3 separate regions of the Danio rerio genome follow, and regions 1 and 2 are each linked to region 3. Evidence: chromatin contacts called from public HiChIP or PLAC-seq and Micro-C data. All regions are on one chromosome and are shown on one strand. The core of a region is the stretch at or near the end of the contact, and the rest is flanking DNA. Distances in the headings are between cores, read along the strand shown.

What was found. Hi-C and Micro-C count contacts between places; a contact is called where the count stands out from the background. HiChIP or PLAC-seq counts read pairs in DNA pulled down with a chosen protein or histone mark.
Region 1: an H3K4me3 HiChIP or PLAC-seq map of gastrula embryo shows a contact between it and region 3, with 5 times the contacts expected there. The contact joins the promoter of auh here to the promoter of ror2 in region 3. A contact is called at or near these places in 2 of 4 datasets of contacts at active chromatin or transcription factors (caudal fin and gastrula embryo).
Region 2: a Micro-C map of caudal fin shows a contact between it and region 3, with 7 times the contacts expected there. The contact joins the enhancer-like site here to the promoter of ror2 in region 3. A contact is called at or near these places in 2 of 18 Hi-C or Micro-C datasets (caudal fin and an unstated tissue).

What each region holds. Positions count from the first base shown.
Region 1 is chr10:5,894,554-5,897,253 of GRCz12tu, forward strand. It overlaps auh (AU RNA binding protein/enoyl-CoA hydratase), which reads left to right and starts at 1,398. Exons shown (of 10, transcript NM_001003576.2): 1 at 1,398-1,675; 2 at 2,097-2,164. The coding sequence starts at 1,456.
Region 2 is chr10:5,980,736-5,983,435 of GRCz12tu, forward strand. The region is part of intron 4 of LOC141376294 (a long non-coding RNA gene); the gene reads right to left. Among named protein-coding and RNA genes, the nearest start is that of syk, 74 kb to the right of the region's middle. Within about 2 kb of position 1,391, at least 4 of the 62 cell types and tissues checked have an H3K27ac peak or open chromatin away from gene starts, as enhancers often do. A contact at or near this core is called in caudal fin, where this site is marked.
Region 3 is chr10:5,739,804-5,742,503 of GRCz12tu, forward strand. ror2 (receptor tyrosine kinase-like orphan receptor 2) reads left to right here and starts at 1,409. Exons shown (of 9, transcript XM_021472213.3): 1 at 1,409-1,730. The coding sequence starts at 1,637.

The DNA.
Region 1 (2,700 bases), core at 148-2,647, 150 kb after region 3:
AGTTGTCCTAAAAAACTTAAAACAAAATGTAAAAAAAAATCGTCAAAAATCGTCCCATGCCTAATATTGATTATCATGTGTATAACTGAAATTTTGCTAAACATCATGGTTAGGTTTTAGCATATTAAAAGCATGGCTAATTTGTACCGTGATTTAACTACAAAAAATATTGATTTTTCGTTGCTTTAAGTTTGGGTGAGGCAGTGGCGCAGTAGGTAGTGCTGTCACCTCACAGCAAGAAGGTCGCTGGTTCGAATCTCAGCTCAGTTGGCGTTTCTGTGTGGAGTTTGCATGTTTTCCCTGCCTTTGCGTGGGTTTCCTCCGGGTGCTCCGGTTTCCCCCACAGTCCAAAGACATGCGGTACAGGTGAATTGGGTAGGCTAAATTGTCCGTAGTGTATGTGTGTGTGGATGTTTCCCAGAGATGGGTTGCAGCTGGAAAGGCATCCGCAGCGTAAAAACTTGCTGGATAAGTTGGCAGTTCATTCCGCTGTGGCGACCCCGGATTAATAAAGGAACTAAGCCGATAAGAAAATGAATAAATTAATGTTTTAAGTTTCTAACAACGAGTAATCTATATAATTGAATGCAACAATGTACATTTAAATCAGAGGTAATGCACACAGTAGGGCTGCACGATATCGGAAGAAACTAACATTGCGATATTTTGTTATTATGCGACTTATAGTTCAATATACATTCAATTCCACCAGATGACTTGAACATCTATAATTTTAGATTGCATAAATCACAACTTTATCATTATCTGTAAGCATAGAAAAAGCAATAAGGAAAAAGCTACAAATTAAATACGCAATGTTTTATTGTTTTTCTAGGAGTTTAACAGTAACTTACTCAGGTAAACAGTAGCCTAATTGAAAACTCAAATGATATTACAAATATTACAGCGTAGTCTTCACTGTATAAGTAACTCAATAAAATAATCAATATTGCATATTCAGACGGTACAATTTCAACATTGCATATGCTGCTATGTGACTATTGTGAATAAACACATTGCAAAATCAATGCTAAACCAATATATTATTTGTAGCCCTACTACCTACACAATGTTTAGCGGGTCCTACCTACATATAACAGCCTGGGTAGTATTTTTACCTTAAGCTTATCCACTGTTCACAAAAACGAGGAAATGTTATTATAGTGTACTCTTATAACTTCCACTAAACTTAGAATATGAATTTCTAATTAGCAAGCCGACTTGGATAAAGCGCCTGCTAATTAATTAAATTAAATGCCTAATGGCGTACATATATATTTTTAATATATACATATAATTATAAATATATACCATTTTACATATAGAATGAAGTTCATGACCAGCAAATCCTTTTCTTTTTTTCTGAGGAGAAATCCCGCCGCTGAGACACCAGTCACGTGACACGAGCACTACGTCACTCGCAGTTCAGAGTTGAAAGTCAGGGAAGGCTGCAGCATGGCGGCTATAGTGAGGTGTAGAGCGCTTTTTCAGCTTTGTCGCTCTCAAATAAACATTTCCAACGGCGTTTACAGATCGGACAGTGTTTTGCAAACATGTCTTCCTAAAAGGTTGCCTTGTGTGCATCGTGCGTTCAGCGGAGGTGTGCGACTGTACAGCTCTGAAGTTAATTCTGGAGATGACCTTATCGTTAGATACCTGGACGGTGATGATTCAGGTAGAAGACAAGACGAAGTTACTGATCACTGAGTTTTTGTATGGGATTATTGAGAGTGACGTGTGTGTGTGTCACCTCGCTCACTTCAAAACAGTGTGTGAACGTCTTCCCTGTTAACGTTAACCCATAATTCAAGAGTTCCAAAACCCCATTACTCCAAAACAGTCAGTCATTTGACTTTAATAGCTTGACTTTAGAATCTATAATCTGGTCATTAACATTACCAAGTCACAGAATTTTAGTGATATATATATATATATAGTGATAAATATTTTTAACTTGCCACTTTCAGAGTCTTTTCCAGTTTTGCATTTATTATGATATAACTCGGCATTTATTATGAATTTTCCATTATGTTTTTTATTTACTTGCACATTTTGAATAATAATTATTTGTAGAATAACTCTTCTTGTGTTTATAGGGATTGTTGTTATGGGGATTAATCGCCCTGAAGCTAAAAATGCCATCAGCAAAAATCTTGTTTCCATGGTGAGTATTTTTGCAATCTGACTTCTTAATTTAATATAACAGTCAGGTTCCAATCTACTAATTTCCTTCATGAAACTGTTTTATACCAATAATTTGTGAATCATAAAAAATACAGACATGGTTTTTATGCCAATGTAAAGTTTCAATGGCGTTGCAGCTCTTAGTCGATTGAATGTGGTTAAGTGCACAATCTTATACCTTTGTCTTTTTGAAACACAAACAAAATTGTGGTTCTGATTTAAAATCAAAATGTTGAGATTTACACAATACCCTATATAAGTAATTGGCATATAATATTTCAGAAAAGGCTTGAAATAAAGTCTTATTCAATGTTTTCATTAAGTGTCATGTAGGGCCAGATGGAATCAGCAATTTTTTTTTCTATCTCTGCTGAGAATTTTGGTAAAAATCTGCAGATTTCTGCATAAATATTTTAGGAGTATCATAACTAAAACCTTAATATGTGTAATTAAAAATAATATCTTTTAAACTTTTATTTAGTATTTAAAATGCAAATCCAATTAAATACACTCTAT
Region 2 (2,700 bases), core at 141-2,640, 240 kb after region 3:
CTCACCTGGGTTTAAAGGGAATTAGCCATTTCTCCTCATGTTGCTAATTAACTAATTTCTTTCTTTATGAAACGTCAAACAGACACGTTTTTTTTAGTTTTTTCTTCAATTCGTGGGTCCAAATAAACCGAAAAAGAGCGCTTTTAACTTCTCCCCCAGCCTCCCGCTGGTCTGCAGCAGGTATACATACACACACACACACACAAGTGAATGCTGCTGTCTCATTGGCTGTAGGCGATGGCTGATGTTATTTTCAGTCAAAACTCAATTCACACGGCATGATTTGAATCGCCGACAGCTCCAGATATTCAGCACGCCAAATATCTCACAGGCATCGGCGACTCATCGGCGATTCTCTCAGATCGCGTCTTTGATAGTTCACACAGTGTGATTGTCACTCACGTGCACGAGCAACGATTTGCCTGTGATTTCAAGCATTTGTCGGCGATTTCTAAAAACCTGTCGGCGAGCCAATATCGGGGCTGAAATCACGCAGTCTGAACTAGGCATTAGACTAACTGACTATAAGAAACTCTGCAAGTACATGTCAACTAACCCTAAAGCCTGGTTTATACTTCTGCATCAAGTGACCGGCGTAACCAACGGCGCATGCAACGCGCGTGGCTGTGCATTTATACTTCTGCGCGCTGTCTCTGTCGGTCTGCATTAACACTTCCTAAAACGCTAATTGGCAGTGAGGTGTAAATGTTCCTCTGTGTCGAGTTTCTTCGCCTGTGTTTTGTTCTTTCTGAACACTTCCTGGATGTATAAGTGGCTCAAACTCGCTCATTTTGAGGCAGGAACCGGCGGACGTGCAACAACTTTAACTATGAGGTAAACACAAAACAAAACTTTCCATCAGGAGCTCCTTTGCGGGACCCCATACTTGTAAACAATCGCTCCATTGAGCTTGCATGGCTTTCGGTCCCGCCCAGACATCGTCTGCGATACCAAGCCGACCAATCACAGAGCTTGCAATATGCGTCATTCCGACGTGTAGTTACATTATTTGAGAGGTGCACGTCAGCGACGCCGACGGCCACGGCATAGGGCTATGCGTCAGCGCCGTAGCATACGCGTGCGCTTGACGCAGAAGTATAAATCAGCCTTAACCACAACAGTCTACTTATAATCTGTAGATGCAATGTAACTTGAATTTAATAAAAGGGACCATCAAAAATGAAGTGTGACCGAATTATGAGATATAAACACAAAAGATTTGGAATGTTGTAACCTTCCACACTTTTGTTTTCTTCCAAATTGTGATATGTAAATTTTACTCAGGATTTTGAGTCACAATGTTTTTTTCTTCAATTGATGTTAGACAACCTAAACAGGTTTTCCCTTTTATAAGCATATGCTGACAATATTGCATAAGTGTTACGGTAATCCAGCAAACGATTATATGACTGAAAGAACAGCAACAGTCTGCATTAAAGACCTGTGAATCATGCCATGGGGCTGTAATTATATGAACAGAGTGTTCCAATTCTTTTATGATTTATAACCCATCATATTCTTGTGTAAATCATTCATAATGCATTTCTCAAAATCTCAAAACCATCGCTATCGACCTACAAAAACCCTCTATGTGTCAGAATGCAGGTCTGGAAAAAGGTCACAGCAACTTGAGGACGACCACGCTGTTTTATTCTGTTAGTACGCCCCCTTGTGCTAAAGAATAGTATTGATGCTTTTGTTTTAATTCAAAAACGATCCTGGACAAGACTCAATGTTACCTTGAATTTGTAGTGTTCTTTTTTTAGTGCACACACTAGTGGGCTTAGATCTGAAACATTCAATCATAACTTAAAAGTTTCAAGTTCTTAAAAGAAACAAGACAAAAGTTTGCCCAGTGTGGAGTAAAAAGTAGTTTAATTACTTTTCCGCTGAAAAAGTAAAAGGGATTACTCTTCGTTTTTATGTAATTTAATTAGTTACTTATAATATACTTGCCTTAAATATTTTAAATAAATTGAGTAGTTCTATATAAATCAATTCAGAGAGGCAGCAATATTCAGAGCAGTATATAGTTTGCAGAATCATTCTATTATTTTAACTAAAGAACGTTAATTATTCATCAAGACAACTGCATATGCATAAGAAAAGAATTGAGAAAATAGTTCATGATGACAAGGTATAAACTCAGAGTAGCAGTAATTGTAAATATTTTGAGTTATTTAGATATTCTGCACATTAACTCAATTTCTTGTGCTTTCGCCTGCTTTAAAAACAATAAAAAAGGTAATTAAGAGTTTAATTTATATTACGTACTGAGATTTATGCAGATTAGCATTTAGTCAAGTAATGTATATAATTATTGAGTAAATACCTTAGTCAAAAGTCATTTAAATACAATTTCATGTTACCCAACACTGCTTTCGCCTGAATTTGTTTTGTCTGATGATTTCCAAGCATTCTGTGAGCTTATGCATAAACTTATGTTTGGACCAGAAAACTAGTCAATAATTAAACATCAGCTGTTAAAAACATCCCAAAATCCAGGCAAATCAGCGTTTCAGGCAATTTTGTTTGGGGATGGTGTGGTGGGAGGGAAATTGTGATGTAAAATATTTGCTGTGCCTATAGGATTGTTATAAACCCTCTATAACCTCTGTAAATAACACGCTAAAAAAGTAGAAATGTGCAAAAAATAAAATCCTGCATTAGACACCAAAAACAATTACAGCAATTACAGCC
Region 3 (2,700 bases), core at 159-2,658:
AAATCTATATAAAAAAAAGAATTATTAAAATTTGTCTCTGTTGTGTACAATCCACTGTTTAATCCTTTTTAGTAAATTAAAAACTAAAAAATTAACGATACTTCTAATTTAATCGCTGATTTTAAGATGGTAGATCTAAAATAGCTTTTATATCAATACAATTAACATATTTGCAAATGAAGCAACTTAGGTTTTTTATTGATTATTCAAGCATACTAAAACCATGTCAATGTGAATAAAAATTAAATATCTCAAACTTATTTCTTAAGCATCAGTTTATAGCATTGCATCAATTTATTAATTTGCATTTGATGTTAGTCTAATAAAATTATTATAAATATCAAACTGCAGAGTTTTGTTTAGTTTTGGCCTCTGAATACATCTGAGGGGATTTTCTTCTTCGAGTCTTTATTCATATTCAAATATACACATTTTTATATAACTAATTCCCAGTCTGTAAGGTGCAGTGGGTAGCACGCTCGCCTCACAGTAAGCAGATTGCTGGTTCGAGCCTTGGCTGGGTCAGTTGTCATTTCTGTGTGGAGTTTGCATGTTCTCCCCGTGATTCCTGCGGGTGTTTCTGTTCACCTCAAAAAGTTCAAAGACATCAGTACAGGTAAATTGGGTAGGCTAAATTGTCTGTTGTGTATGTGTGTGAATGAGAGTGTATGGATATTTCCCGGTTTTAAGTTGGCGGTTCATTTTGCTGTGGCGACCCCAGATTATGCTGAAAAGAAAATGAATTAATTTCTTGTCAGTGAACAGAAAACAGTTTTCCTGCTTAGTATTTTTGTGGGTGCAAATTTTTCGCCGTGATTTAAAGATGAACCGCACGAATCAGAACAAAACATAGCATCAATTTTGATCAATTTAACATGGCCAGACAGAATAAATCTACCTTTTCCAAGAGTCTCTTCCCCAGTAGGTGTCGTGTTTTTTCAAGGATATCAAAAACTTTGAGTTACTAAACCTACTATGGTAAGAAACTCACGCTTACTTTCCTGTAGCGTTGTGACACGTGACCTCATTAATATTCATGAGCCAATCAACGTTTGCATTTAGCTTAGCTCAGGAGTGTCCGAGGGCCGGTGTCCTGCAAAGTTTATTTCCAACCCCAATCAAACACACCTGGGCTAGATAATCAAGCTCTTACTATGCTTTCTAGAAACATCATTGCAAGTGAGTTGAGGCAAGTTGGAGCTAAAATCTGCAGGACACCAGCCCTCCAGGACCGAGTTTGGACACCCGGGCTTAGCTAATTGAATGTAAAATGACTTTATTACACATTCATGAGCTCCGCCTTCGTCGTAGTAGGATTCGCAAATTCGTTTCCCTCCCTTGGGATGTATCCTTCCTACGTCACGAGGAGTTGGAGTTACTTGCTCACTTTTCCTATTAGGATACGTTTGGGAACACTTGAACGGGATCAACGGCGGTCGACGAACACCTTTACGGCTGAGCGGGATGAAACGCGTTTTTGTTTTGCAAACGAACCACCAAAAAGAGTTTCATTCAGTGCACACTTGAGACTTTGGGGGAAGCGCGTTTCGTCCGCACGCACACACTCACTCAGTTATCACTTGTGGAGAGTTTGGAAGTTGTTACACTGATTCCCAAATCCAGCTGCATCAGAGGAATGTTCCCTGTAAGGATGTATCATATATTGAGGATTACAACTGGAGCTCATCTGGTGGCCACATTCATCTTCTTTGCAACTTTTGCATATGCAGGTAAGGATTTTACACCAATTTGTGATTATCTGAGCTTTATTTAAACGCGTTTTAAATGTTTGGTTGTTTTATGCTCACAGAAATAACTTCAAGCACCGCTAAAATTGAGTTTCACCTTAATTTAGAGCTATATATTTGTAAATAAATGAATGTATTTGAATTCACGCTAAAATATTTGTACTTTTGTTTATTATTGTTTAAAAACATGAGAGGATTTATTATGATGGATAACCTAAATATGAATCTAGAAATTTAGCTTTCTAGTTCAGTGTTTTTGAAACAGTGTTTAATTGTTACAGCGAAATATTTCACACGACTGAGGTAAAGTTGGTTTTATATTCACACATTTGGATTTTCTCCTTAATACAAAAATAGTGAAATCATATTAGCAGCCAATGACTATCAAAGTACAACTTTGTTCACAGGCAAATAAATATTGCTAATGTTATTTTCAAGTCATTGCCTACTTGACTTGCATGAGATTTCAGACCGAATTTTCAAAGTACCACGGTGAATAATGTAGGGTGCATGTCACTGAACAAATGTGAGGATATAAATCCAACTTTACCTCAATTTTAACACAGATGTGCACATTAAAACCGAACTGTTTTGCTCATTAAATCTTTTAAAACCAACATGATTAAAGAGATTTATATGTAAAAGCCGTCTTCTTTTTTAAAATGTGTTTTTGCTAATGTGAGAGGATTCATTATCATACTCCTATACAGTATAATAACTAAGCCTTCACTCTCTGATGTTCAATCTAAAAGTTATTACTTTTTTCCCAATCAAGATGATTTCTCATTTATTTCACAACAGATCATTTTCATTTAAGTTAAAATTCATTTTTCTTTTCTGTCCATCTTTTTGGAGTTGTGAGAGCGTTTATACGTGGCCTATAAATGAGAGTTCACATTGACGTTCACATTGAAACGAGTGTAAAGTATTAATGCTTTTCATTAATTGAGGT